2 separate regions of the Mus musculus genome follow, and region 1 is linked to region 2. The links are chromatin contacts, called in public HiChIP or PLAC-seq maps. All regions are on one chromosome and are shown on one strand. Each heading gives the region's core, a stretch centred on a gene start, on an enhancer-like site or on the middle of the called end of the contact. The rest is flanking DNA. Distances are from core to core; before and after follow the strand shown.

Evidence for each region. HiChIP or PLAC-seq counts read pairs in DNA pulled down with a chosen protein or histone mark.
Region 1: a contact with region 2 is called in an H3K4me3 HiChIP or PLAC-seq map of bone marrow-derived macrophages, with 2.8 times the contacts expected there. The contact joins the enhancer-like site here to the promoter of Sim1 in region 2. A contact is called at or near these places in 4 of 39 promoter capture datasets (the C10 cell line, cranial neural crest, embryonic stem cells and 1 more), 1 of 15 datasets of contacts at CTCF or cohesin (large pre-B cells), 12 of 115 datasets of contacts at active chromatin or transcription factors (the 230-238 cell line, bone marrow-derived dendritic cells, bone marrow-derived macrophages and 5 more) and 1 of 9 other capture datasets (embryonic stem cells).

What each region holds. Positions count from the first base shown.
Region 1 is chr10:51,449,853-51,456,541 of GRCm38.p6, reverse strand. No RefSeq gene overlaps it. Among named protein-coding and RNA genes, the nearest start is that of Lilr4b, 27 kb to the left of the region's middle. Within about 2 kb of position 1,996, at least 124 of the 459 cell types and tissues checked have an H3K27ac peak or open chromatin away from gene starts, as enhancers often do. A contact at or near this core is called in the 230-238 cell line, bone marrow-derived dendritic cells, bone marrow-derived macrophages and 3 more, where this site is marked.
Region 2 is chr10:50,891,699-50,898,408 of GRCm38.p6, reverse strand. Sim1 (single-minded family bHLH transcription factor 1) reads right to left here and starts at 2,758. Exons shown (of 11, transcript NM_011376.3): 1 at 2,338-2,758. The coding sequence starts at 2,512. A230054N11Rik (a long non-coding RNA gene) reads left to right here and starts at 3,875. Exons shown (of 2, transcript XR_871640.2): 1 at 3,875-5,329; 2 at 5,819-6,710.

The sequences.
Region 1 (6,689 bases), core at 747-3,246, 560 kb before region 2:
ATCTGGTTCCCTATGCTTACACATTGCTCGGCACCCCCATGAATGTGGGTTTAAATGAAGCCTCTGAAAAGAAATCAGCATGTAGATATGAGGACATCACCCTCAGACACCAGCTTCCTGGCTCAAGACTTGTTTTGCATCCCAAACGACAGGGGTAAACCTCGATTCTTACTGAGTATGTACAATGTGCAACACCTGGGAAGACACTCACCTACCAGCACAGGGTTCCTGGGGTCCAGAATCAGTCCTGCAAGAGAGTTATCCATGAGTGTTTGCACTAACGTCTGGGTAGGTCCTCCATGTACAAATTGTTTCCCAGCTGCTGAAACACCCTGATAGCCTAAGGCATGGTTGTAAAGTGGCTTTCCTCTCAGGAAATAATTCTCCTTCCCAACCTTCACACCTCACCAAGATACAGCATGGCTATGAGAATGGGGGTCATGCCATCATCCACTTGCCACAAATGTGCTGATAATTTGTTTTCTTGCCAAATCGACAGACACAAAGTATATGATCTAAACAGTCTGTGTTCTTCTTTGTGTCATCTGCTTGTGGTACTATCAGCCACTGGGGAAGGGGAACTGATCTTGTGGGAACCACACCCTTGTTCCCCTGTTCTACTTTTTTTAGTTTCTTAGTTCTGGTTTTTGGTTTCTGAGATGGAGTCTGTTGAATCTCATGCAGACCTCAAATTTATCATCCTTCTTACTGCCTTCTGCTGGCATTACAATTCCAAATCTGGCTGTGGTCTCTTCATGCAGACAGTTTCCACTGTATGCATCTACATCTGTTTGAATGGACTCAGTCACTATGGACTTAATGTAAAAAACAAACAAACAAACAAACAAACAAAACAAAACAAAAACCAAAAACAAAAATACTGGTGAAACTGGTGTCATTCTGAGCCAGCACTTTCATCTGAGGGGGCTCAGAATTGGTTGTTCCTCACAGAGCTTCTTCTTGGTTCTCCTTTAACCAGACCACACTAATGACCAGTTGGCATCCTGACTCTTGAGATGCTTAGGGAATGTTGGATGTACAAATCCTTGGTATACATGAACAATGCCTACTCACCCAAGATGAGACACCAGTGACAGAAAAAAAGATAAGACTCCACACAAATCCAGTTAATGAACCAATGAGTTACATTTGTTCTCCTTAGAAGTGTGTGGTCAATGTTTGGTTTTTTTTTTTGTTTGTTTGTTTGTTTTGTTTTGTTTTGTGGTTTGAGACAGAGACCCACTCTGTGGCTCTTGTTCTACTGGAAGTCATCATGTAGGTCTGACTGATTTGAACTCATAGAGATCTACCAACCAGCCAAGGGTTGAGGTAACAGTGTAATTGAATGGTTTTATCACTGCATAAAAGTGTTGTCATGCATTATTTAAAAAGCTATAGTTGTGCTGGGAGAACATTTGCCCCAAGAACCTCTAAAGCATGAAGGAATAATGATGGGACCTGTCTTCTGTAGGTAGGTCACATCTCTGTAATCACAGCTACTTGCTGTGTCACAGAATGCTAGAGGAGCTAAAGGGTGCAGAAAGGGAAAACTACACTGTGGTCAGTGAGGTTGGTACCAACATAGTTCAGTTAGAATGCATCAGGATATCAGGGAGCTACATTAGTAACATAGGCAGGTAATATTAGTATATATGTGATATCCTTGCTTTAGGGGTGACCTTAAATTCCCCTCCTTTATACACAGCCACTCAGGAAATCCAGATTTCATCATATGAATAGTAAGTCAAACCTTTGTATAGAACTATTTCTGGGTAATTGTAAACAATCATCTATTCATGCTAGATATGGAGCTGATGACAGAGCAAAGTTAGAATAACACCAACAATCAAATAGGTGAAGCATGGAGTTTTATGGCATTATCTAGACAAATGGGGATTAGTCATAGTTTACAGGAACAAAAATCACCTAATGAGAGCTGACTCACCACATTCAACCTCAGAATAGGTGACAGCTCATAAAAAACAGGAAACATCGTTTACAGTGAGAAACCTATATGTAGTTCAAGAGGTCATGTACAGTGAGAAACCTGTATGTAGTTCAAGAGGTTGAAGAGCTTAATTTCCAGGGAGCACAGCTGCCAGGGGACTGCAATGGGAACACTTTAGGACAAAAGTTTTAGAATTTAATGTCAGAAGTAAGAGAGGAAATAAGACCTACAGAGAACCACATTTTTCCTGGATTGACCAGAAAGTGAATAAGACCATTACAAGACAGAAAGGCCCAGGAGAAGGAGGTTGGGGGAAAGGTTCACAAGACCTAGTTGATTCACTGAAGGAAGCTTAGGCCTCCCCCAGCATGGATCATTCATTGCTTGCTCTTTTCATTGTTTTCTGACTTCCTCATTACTAGAAGAGTCAGCCCTCCCCCTTAACACTCTGCATCTAAGACTCACCACTTCTTCTTTCTCAACATTTCTATTCTGAACAAAGTTCCTCATCTGACACTGCAGATTCTCTCTCAATGTTTCAGGCACTCATGCTCCCTGGAGGAATGCCATTAGTCAAACTACTTGTATCCCTGGGGCTTGTGTTTTGTCAGGTTATATGGTCAGTTTTGGAGAAGGCACCATAAGGTACTGAGAAGAAGGTATATTCTTTTGTTTTAGGGTGAAATGTTCTTTAGACATCTGTTAAATCTATTTGATTCCTAACTTGCATTAGTTTCTCTGTGTCTCTGTTTAGTTTCGGTTTCCATGATCAGTGAGGTGTTAAAGTTCCCCACTATTATTGTGTGGGGTAAAATGTGTGCTTTGATCTTTAGCAAGTTTTCCTTTACACATGTGGGTGCCCTTGCACTTATGGCATAGATGTTCAGAATTGAGAGTTCATTGTGGTAGATTTTTTCTTTGATAAGTATGAAGAGTACTTCTCAATTTTTTTGATAGCTTTTGGTTGGAAGTCAATTTTATTTGATATTATAATGGCTACTCTATCTTTTTTCTTGGGACCATTTGCTTGGAAAATTTTTCTAGCCTTTCACTGTGAGGTAGTGCTTGACCTTGTTACTGAGTTGCATTTCCTGTATGTAGCAAAATGATGGGGCTTGTTTATGTGTCTAGTCTGTTATTCTATGTCTTTTTATTGTGAAATTGTGCCCATTGATGATAAGAGATACTAAGGAAAAGTAATTGTTGCTTCCTGTTACTTTTGTTGTTGGAGTTGGAATTTTGTTCATTTGGCTATCTTCTTTATGTTTATTGAAAATTACTTTCTTGCTTTTTTCTGAGCTTAGTTTCCCTCTTTGTGTTGGAGTTTTATCTTTATTATCCTTTGAAGGGCTGCATTTGTGGAAAGATATTGTGTAAATTTGGTTTTGTCATGAAATACCTTGGTTTCACCATCTATGGTAATTTGCTGGGTATAGTAGCCTGGGCTGGGATTTGTGTTCTCTTAGGGTCTGTATGACATCTGCCCAAGATCTCCTAGCTTTCATAGTCTCTGGTGCGACATCTGGTGTAATTCTGATAGGTCTGTCTTTATATGTTACTTGTCTTTTTCCCCTTACTGCTTTTAATATTCTTCCTTTCTTTTGTGTATTTGCTGTTTTGATTATTATGTGATGGGAGAATTTTTTTTTCTGGTCCAATCTATTTGGTGTTCTGTAGACTTCTTGTATGTTCATGGGCATCTCTTTCTTTAGTTTGGTGAAGTTTTCTTCTATAATTTTGTTGAAGATATTTACTAGCCTTTTAAGTTGGAAATCTTCCTTCTCATCTATACCTATTATCCTTAGGTTTGGTCTCATTGTGTCCTGGATTTCCTGGATGTTTTGGGTCAGGATCTTTTTGCATTCCACATTTTCTTTGATTATTGTGTCAATATTTTCTAAGGTATTTTTTGCACCTGAGATTGATTCTTCTATCTCTTGTATTCTGTTGGTTAAGCTTGCATCTATGGCTCCTGACTTCTTTTCTACATTTTCTATTTCCAGAGTGGTCTCCCTGTGTGATTTCTTTATTGTTTTTACTTCCATCTTTATATCCTGGATAGTTTTGTTCAATTCTTTCACCTGTTTGGATGTGTCCTTCTGCATTTCTTTAAGGGAGTTATTAATTTCCTTCTTATAGTCCTCCATCATCCTCTAGAGAGGTGACTTTAGATCAGTATCTTGCTTTTACTGGTGTGATGGTGTATGCAAGACTTGCTAGGGTAGGAGAGTTTGGTTCTGATGATGCCAAGTAATCTTGGTTTCTGTTGCTTCTGTTCTTATGACTGTGTCCTGCCATCTGATTATCTCAAGTGCTTGCTGCCCTCAATATATCTGATTAGAACTTGTCCTTCCTATAATCCTGGTTGAGTCAGAACTCCCCAGAGTTCAGCTTTCTCTGTGATCCTGTGATTCTGGGATCCTGGGATCCTGAGATTCTGGGTGTGTCAGAGTTCTTGGCAGTCAAGCTTCCTCTGAGACCCTGAGATCCTGGTGTGACCAAGCTCCTGGGTTCCTGGGATCCTGGAATCCTAAGATCCTGGGAGTGTTAAAGTGCCTGGAAGTGGTACCTCCTCTGGGGACTGTGGGCCTGTCCATTGTGTTCAAAACCAAGGTAGACCAGCGCTGACCAGAAGGAACCTGAGCTGCTGGTCGGGTGGAGCTCCTGTGTCCCTGCTCCTGCTGGCACCAGGCACTCCCAGTTGTGTTGCAATAGATGTTGTGTTCCACTCAGCAGTATTCCTAAGATCCTGGGTGTGATAGGGCACCGGGGGGGTGGAGAGTCCTCTGGGGACTGTTCATTCACCTGAACCTGTTATATGCTTGTTGTGAGTCACACGGAGGGGTCACATGGTTCCTGAGGTCACCACAGGGCTGAGAATGGCTGACAGGGTGACTTTGCTGGAGTAAACTTCTAGAAGGAAATAGAAAGCCTGTTAGCTGGAATATATGGTAAACATTGTTCAACTCTCCTGGGATTTGAGGAAGAGACACCACAGTGAACATACAGCTTTCCTAAAGGAATTTCCCAGGAATTTGGAAGTGTCCTCTCACCTGTCATCACCAGCTCCAGTGTGTCACTGTGCTGTGACCACCACCAAAATTATGACAGTGACAGAGATGTTACCCTGCATTATGCTTTTCCATGGATGGTAGAGAGAACCTGGCCATGTTACTAGGATGCTTTTGGAATTTGTCTGAGCCAGGATGCTGGGCTTCCTTCTTTATATAGGAAATATATTTGGGTTTCCATGGTTCCTTCACACCAAATGGTCATAGAGTTTTTGATTCGATCACAGAACCTGGCTCAGCCCAAAAGGTGGGTTTCTGGAGGTTTCCTGAAAGGAAGTAGATGAGTAAGAGGTGGAACTTTGTATGGTCTAAGAGTAAAGATCAACCATATTGTGCTGACTGTTGACTTCACCCCTGAATATCCGAAGGACTAGAACTGTCACGGGAAGACCCATCGCTCACCTGACCAACCCAGGTTCCATTCTCATTATCTCATCCTCCATTTACTGAATGACAGCTGCCACAGACTGCATGCTGTGTCCATTGGCTCAGGAGCCTTGGGTTCTCAGACACATTGCATACCGGGGTCTCCACTGGGAACCTGTGTCAGGTGCAGTGTTATTCCACAGACACTCTCTAGCTCCCTCACCTGAGATCAGGAATTCTTTTTTTTATTCCCATTTTTTATTAGGTATTTAGCTCATTTACATTTCCAATACTATACCAAAAGTCCCCCATACCTACCCACCCCCACTCCCCTACCCACCCACTCCCCCTTTTTGACCCTGGCGTTCCCCTGTACTGGGGCATATAAAGTTTGCAAGTCCAATGGGCCTCTCTTTGCAGTGATGGTCGACTAGGCCATCTTTTGATACATATGCAGCTAGAGACAAGAGCTCCGGGGTACTGCTTATTACATATTGTTGTTCCACCTATAGGGTTGCAGTTCCCTTTAGTTCCTTGGGTGCTTTCTCGAGTTCCTCCATTGGGGGCCCTGTGGTCCATTCAATAGCTGACTGTGAGCATCCACTTCTGTGTTTGCTGGACCTTGGCATAGTCTCACAAGAGACAGGGTCCTTTCAGCAAAATCTTGCTAGTGTATGCAATGGTGTCAGCGTTTGGAAGCTGATTATGGGATGGATCTCTGGATATGGCAATCATTAGATGGTCCATCCTTTCGTCACACTTCCAGATTTTGTCTCTGTAACGCCTTCCATGGGTGTTTTGTTTCCTATTCTAAGAATAGCAAAGTGTCCACACTTTGGTCTTCGTTGTCTTGAGTTTAATGTGTTTAGCAAATTGTATCTTATATCTTGGGTATCCTAAGTTTCTGGGCTAATATCCACTTATCAGTGAGTATATATTGTGAGAGTTCCTTTGTGATTGGGTTACCTCACTCAGGATGATGCCCTCCAGGTCCATCCATTTGCCTAGGAATTTCATAAATTCATTCTTTTTAATAGCTGAGTAGTACGCCATTGTGTAAATGTACCACATTTTCTGTATACATTCCTCTGTTGAGGGGCATCTGGGTTCTTTCCAGCTTCTGGCTATTATAAATAAGGCTGCTATGAACATAGTGGAGCATGTGTCCTTCTTACCGGTTGGGGCATCTTCTGGATATATGCCCAGAAGAGGTATTGCTGGATCTTCCAGTAGTACTATGTCCAATTTTCTGAGGAACCGCCAGATTGATTTCCAGAGTGTTTGTACAAGCTTGCAATCCCACC
Region 2 (6,710 bases), core at 1,509-4,008:
GCAGGTAGTGCCTGGTTTTGCGGCTTGTCACTCTTTTGCTCCTTTGAAAACCGCTGAGTTTTGTAATTGTTTGCCGTTGTTGTTTTCGTTAATACAGTAAAGGGGTGTACTTTAGTACTTTCGATTTAGTGTTTTTGAAGCTCAAACAATCTCGAAATTAAAACCTCATCTCCAGGTGCCAGCTGTTCTGACGATCCTGTCTAACTCATCGAGTGGAGTCTGCGCGTGAGTTATGAACTCCACAGAAGCTAGCGAAATAAATGATGTGCCCAGAGTTCACACATGGTCCATCCCCGCCCCTCATAAACTCACACTCAGAAGAGGGGAGAGAGGAGAGGTGGGAGGGGCCAGAGTTCGGTGAGAGAGGACTGTAGAAAGCACTGTTAAAGTAGCCAAAAGGGATGGCCTAGCTTGCCGTCCAGAGGACCTCATAACGAGAATATATTTGAGTCCTTCTATTTCTTTATAACGCGATTTTTAATTTTTAAGAATTAGCGCCTTCAGAGGAAAGCTTCTTCTCTTAAAATACAAAAATAAAACAAACAAAAATATCGAGCCGGATCCTCTCAGAGCCCACCCCGAGTCTGCACTGAGCAGACTAGGGCCTCTGGCCTTGTGGGTTCCCGGGCTCTGTTTGTGACTGCTGGGGAAATCAGCCCTCTATTCTTCTCCTGCGGTTATTCGCTGCCCCACTAGCAGCACCATATGCTGCTTCTGATCAAACAGCAAGCGACATCGGCACCAATAATTGACGAGACCCACTAGAAATCACGCAGAAAGGGAGCCCACTGAGACCGCAGTAGCTGACAAATCACTGCTAATAATCCTGTTAGGAACAGCGCAACAGCGGAGTTCGAAATAGCTTTATTTTTATAAAGTAGGCGCTGACAGTATAAAAGACAGAGAGATCTCTTTTTTAAGCAGAAGGCAGTGTGGTATAATGGTGATTCTCCCATCAGCAAGTCTCAGTACAGTTTGGGTCAGAAGTGTGATTTTTAGTTTTTACAGCCTTTCTCCTTTCTCCTAAAAAACAAACCAAGACAAAAGAAAAAAAAACTTTCTCGCTATTCTAAACTGTAATTTCTCTCCTCCCTGGATTTCAGAATGAAAAGAGATGTTCAAGGAACTAACTATATAATACTACTGATGGGTTTGATGATAGAAATAAACTATTTAGAAGGTTTGTGTGGTAGCCCTGGCTAGTTTGCAGCCCTTTTGCAAGTTTTGAACAAACACCAAGTGAAGGAAAACTTCATTCCCAGCAAAAACTAGCCCCCCCCATCAAAAAATAAGATCCCTCAAACACCCAAAACCAACAACAGGTCAAAAAGAAGTTCTCATTTGTCTCATTTGTAAATAAACAAACTTCTTTCTCTAGAAGTTTTGTTTGTCTAGTAATCATTCTTTTACATTCTTAAAACTTCCTCCCCTAACAAAATATTTTTCTATTCTGTTTGTTATTTGGTTGAGGAAGGGTGAGCAAATGGGAGATCAAAGAGCTCCTTCCCTGGAGAGTATTCACGTTTCCTACTAAGTAGATATGAGTTCACACAAGACTATGCTCTGGGAAGTCCGCTCTTCCTCTCACAATGAGTATTAGTAACTGAAATTCCAACTTACAATCCTATCTGCTGCTGGTATTCTAACTTCTAGGCCCTATGAGAGTTTGTCTCGATTTGTCAGCCACCACTGAGGATACATTTCTGTCTGCTCTACTTTCCTCAAATCTTGACTATTTTGAGACAAATTTATGATTTTACAGATAACGCCAAGGCCAGAAATGCAACTCACAAAGCTCCGATTTAAGAATCTCTGGACATCTTAAAAAATGAGAACCAATTTACTATAAACAGCCAAGAGACTGGCGGAGTCCAGGCATACTGTTCGCACACACACGCCTGCCCTCGCGGAATTGTGGCCCTTTTGATAAATTATTATCTAGCTTACCTAGCACTATGTTTATACATCTAATCTATACCTAGCAAAAATAAGCAATTGGGCAGTACTCCTGATTTCTATTGGATACATGTCTGACTAGAGGAACAAAAAGGAAAGTCATGTTTGGATTAGCCGTGCTTTCAACTGAGCCAAATGTTGATAAAAGCACTATTGGGTTATTTCCCAACCAAATATATCGAATGTGTTGGAGAGAGAAATACGGGGAAGAAGAGAAAGACTAAGAAAGGCAGGGAAAGCCCTTTGGCGCTGACTGATCAAATAGCTTGGTTAAATTTCCCTTTTCAGAGAATGTAACCCACGCCGGTAAACACAAGTACATTTCTGTGCTGCTGGGGTAGGTTTACTCCTTCGAAATTCAATCTAGGCACAGACGCTTACCTTCTGGAAAGACCACTCTCATTTTGAGATAGCTGGTCGTGAGTCTGATGATGGATGCTTTGTCCAGTTGGGAGGTGATGGCTGAGGGTAAAGGCAGTAATTTAGCCAGTTCATAAAATTCACTGTTTTCTTTCTCCCTCCTCGTTCGGGCAGCATTTTTAGACTTTTCTTTCATCGTGTCTCGGGCTCCCTTTCTTCTTACAACGTAAACTCCACAGACTCATCCAAAACCAAAAGTTAACTTTCAATTAGAGATCACACTCGGTAAAAACATAACTTTAAACAGGAGGCTGAAGTTTGCTCCGGGAAGACACGAATGATGGACAGGGCAATGCGGCAAACAAAATACTTTCTTGAAAACGTGAGGTGTAAGTATAAAAGAAAGCTGCTGGTTCACGGCAAATCCGGGCAATCCTTTGGGACTCTAAGTATAAAATGCTGGAAGGACTCCCGAGGAGCCAACCTTTTCATCTGATCCGCGGTAAGAACCCGGGTCCTTGGGAAATCGACATAATAATACCCGACGTTTGTTTTCCAACTCCTCTGGTTCTGAGCTGGTTTGTAGGAAACAGGAATCGCGGGTAACTTCTTTCAGATCACTACGAAGACAAGAACACCAAGGAATAAGACATCTGTGGCTAAACTCAAACCCACTATAATTCAGCCAACCGGGCCCCAAAGGGCCTCTGCGCTCATACTCTGCTCGTCACAGCCCTGGGTATTTAAAACTTGGGCAGGTCGGTCCCGGGACAGGCTGGGCTTCCGCTCGCCGCGGCCGGGATGTAGCACCGACGGCTAAATGCGCGTCTGCGGAGAGCTCGGCCGGCCGTGCGCGCCAAGCCAGGCTATCCAGCCGTGCAGAATTCCTCCACTGCCCCGGACTCCGGCTGCCTCTCCCCGGCGGGGTTCACGTCTGAGGGGTTCCTGGAGAAGTGCTGCTTATGCATCAAACCCCCGGGGACTCCCGCAGTTGCACACAGGGCACCGCAGCGCAGAGTTAACAGGTGGCACGCGCGACAGCCCCTCGTAGGCATCACCTGGAGCTCTTGGCTCCTCACCTACCTTACGTCCTCGAGAGCCGCGGAGGCTGCTAAGGCTCCCGCCCCCTAACTGCTTTCAAGCCTGCGCGCTTGCGGAGCCTCAGCGGCAGCCTCCCGGCTGTCACCCGCAGCCCGCAGAGTGTGCCTGGGCCACCTTCCCATGGGCATGAATGGGGGAGGGGTAGGTAGCAGCGGGAGGAGAACACAGGCTGGGGACAGGAGAGGTGTTTTCCGAGTCCGAGTCCTCCGTAGTGTTGGGAGCCGGTACTGTTCCTAATTGGGAGCCCAAAGCGCCCCCCTGTAACTTCTTTATAGCTTACCGGGTTTAGCTTCAACTTCGCTCCCAGGTTCCCTTTCTCCCGCCCTTCTCAAACGCCACTCACAAATTTTCTCTCTTCCTATTGGTCATAGGCAACCAAGACGCGGCGCTCATTGGCCAATCGGGGTGAGTGACGAGCATGCTCCCTGCTCCTCCTCCCCCCCCCCCCCCACGCGACTGGGCTCGCGGCTCGGGTCCTACAGTGAGCCTGGCAGCTCCGCTCCTAATGAGCCCCGGGCGCGGGGTCGCCGCTGCCCCGCTGCCGCCGCCGCTCCAAACCCCGAGGTCTTCGGCGTGCCGAGTGACACTCGCGCTCCCTAGACTCGGGTGTCTGCGCACAGCGTGCGGCCTTGCGGGGGCTGGCTAGCCGAGGCTCCAGGAACGCGTGCGAATAGCATCCCAGACAGTGGCCAGGATTTCCCCACGGCTGCGCGCCTCACGCCTGCAGGACTGGGTGAGGGAGAACGACGCTGGACTTATTTTTTATCCTGACACCACTGTGACAAAATTCATCGCTAGATGAAATAAATGCCCGCCTTTATTCCAAAAAGGGCAACGTTTTCGAAATGATTCGGGTTTGTGACTGATGCAAGATGACTAGGTCTGCTGGGCAGTTTCCTATGGGAACCAGCTAGTGGGTAGTCAGTCAGAAGAAGGATGTGATAGAAGAAGCCTAGAGTGTTGGAACAACTGACATATTAGACGTCTTACAGAGTTATTATCTAAACTGTTGGGCAACTCTGCGGACTTTATTTCGAGAAACAAAAAGACCAGCACGAATATTCCTTCTAGAGAGGACACAATAACTGAGTGAACCTGTAACGTTCCCCAACAGTTCTCAGACGAACTGTTCTCAAAGTACTGTTTCTGGGGAAAACTCTAGTTTAGAGACCCTCCTGTTCTAAGCGCTTTCTCTTCCAGTCATCTCATCAGAGGGCAGCAGATCGCGATGAAAAAAAGGCTAAGTTTCCCTTAAGACAATGAAAGCTTACAGACTTCATCCCGGGCCTTAGAAATCAGCAGTGCACCAGAAACCAAGCGCCCTGCTCCTCCTTTTGCCTCTGAGAAAATAATTTCTTTGAAGAGTCGTGTGCCATCCTGATACATGGCTCACCTTTAAGAATGTTCATTGAAAAATAAGACATCTGTCTCCTCCTTGATCCCCCGCCTCCCAATGGCAGTAAGGACATTGGGAGCTCCTAGGACAATGGGAAACATTCTGGGGGTATGGGGAATAATTACACATCCGAGCGGCACCTGGAAAAAGGAAAGGAAAAGAACTAAACTAAGACTGTGTAGGTGTTTCAAAACTGGAACCACCTAACAGGGTTATAATCCAGAAAGGAGTGGTTTCCTCAGTGGTTGTGGCCACTTAGAGGCCTAACTCTGGGTGGGCTCTATCGTAGTCCATCTAATGATACACTGTCCGTGGGAGGTAGAGGTATCCTGTGGCTCTCATCAAGACTCCAAAAAGACCAGATAACATCAAGTTTCTTATTGGGGTGGTGGTGGTAATTGTGGTAGTGACAGCGGCGGCGGCGGTAGCAGCGGTGAATGAAAAACCTTTCGTGACTCCCTTTTCCAATAAACTGCACAGAACTGAGGATGAGAGCAGCCACAAAACTAAACAGTGGTAGGTACCTTAAGGTTAAGCAGTGGTTTTCTGTTCCGACTGTGCCCTGGACAGGATTTGTGCAGCCTGCCTTTACTTCACACCCCATCTCTACTTCAAACGAAGCGCAGGCTGTGGAAGTGCCTCTCTGGGATCTGAAACCTGATCCTACCTTCTGTGGGGGTTGGTGGAGAAGTCTGCGGCGCAAGTCAGGCTTTTCCAGCAGATGCCTTTGAAGAGGTACTGGGCATTTTGCCTCAGTGCAAAGACAGACAAAATGAAGGTGGAAGTCGTGAGGACAAAACATCTGTATAAGGATCCCGACAAGTTCCTCCCCCAGAGGCTCTGCTGTTCACCAAGCCAGGAGACCTTCTTTAATATAGTTAATGCCTGGCCGAGAGGTGACCGCCCCTCGCTAAATCTTCAGCAGATAACTAGCAGAGCTTCCTTTACTGAAATACTGAATTAGCCAGGCAATGAAACACCTGTTTTTCTAATCTTTGCGCTCAGGTTGGAGCTGGAACTGGCCTTCTTGTCTTCCATGTCAGACACCTGAACCCCGTCCGCCCAGACTGCCCGCGCTCCCTGACAGCCCGGGACACCAGCTGGGAACCCGAACCTCGACTGTTATCCACGTGTTCACGCTTGCCTCCGGCGTGGGAAACAAGTTTCCTGAGTCTGAGTGCTAGCCCTAACTACTTTTCCAAGAGGGAAGAGTCCCGCAAACAGGAGCCACCAGTGCCAAGCCGTCTAGTGGCCTCCCAGAGCACGGAGACTTCAGGGGCATCCACCTCAAAGCCAAAAAGGCACTAACCCCCTCTTTTCCTGACCCAAGAGGTCTAACAGCCTTCTTCTGGGAGTCTCTCTCTCCAGAAGTGCTGGGAAGCTGGCTGGCTGGCTGGCTGGATCCTGGAGTGGGGGCGTGGCAGGCTCTCTGGCTTCCTTAGCTGACACAATGACCGCGTCCGTGTAGGCACAGTAGGATCCCCGGGTGGATTCAGGAATTGATGGAGCCAAGTGCTGAAAGCCAGGAAGGAGCCTTGACAAGGAGGACAGGCTAACCTTTCTTGATCTCAGAAAAAAGTCCTAAGTAGAGACCCCAAATCTAGGATTGTACAAGAAGTGAACGCCAGAGAGAGGGAATCCCAGGAAAAAGTTACTAAGGTGGATTTCAGCGCAGCAGTCCGGACCTGCCTTGAAGTGCTAACTCCTGCTCTGGCACAGACTTCTTTCGTGCCTCCTCCCCCTAAGCCTTAGCGGCCACAGTCATTTGAACATCCTAGAACTCAATCTTAGGATTCCTGTCAGACTGCCATAGATACACATGCACTGTTACATACATGCACTGTTATTAATGTGAGTACAGGTTCCATCTTCCCAGATGTACAAAGAACATAGATAT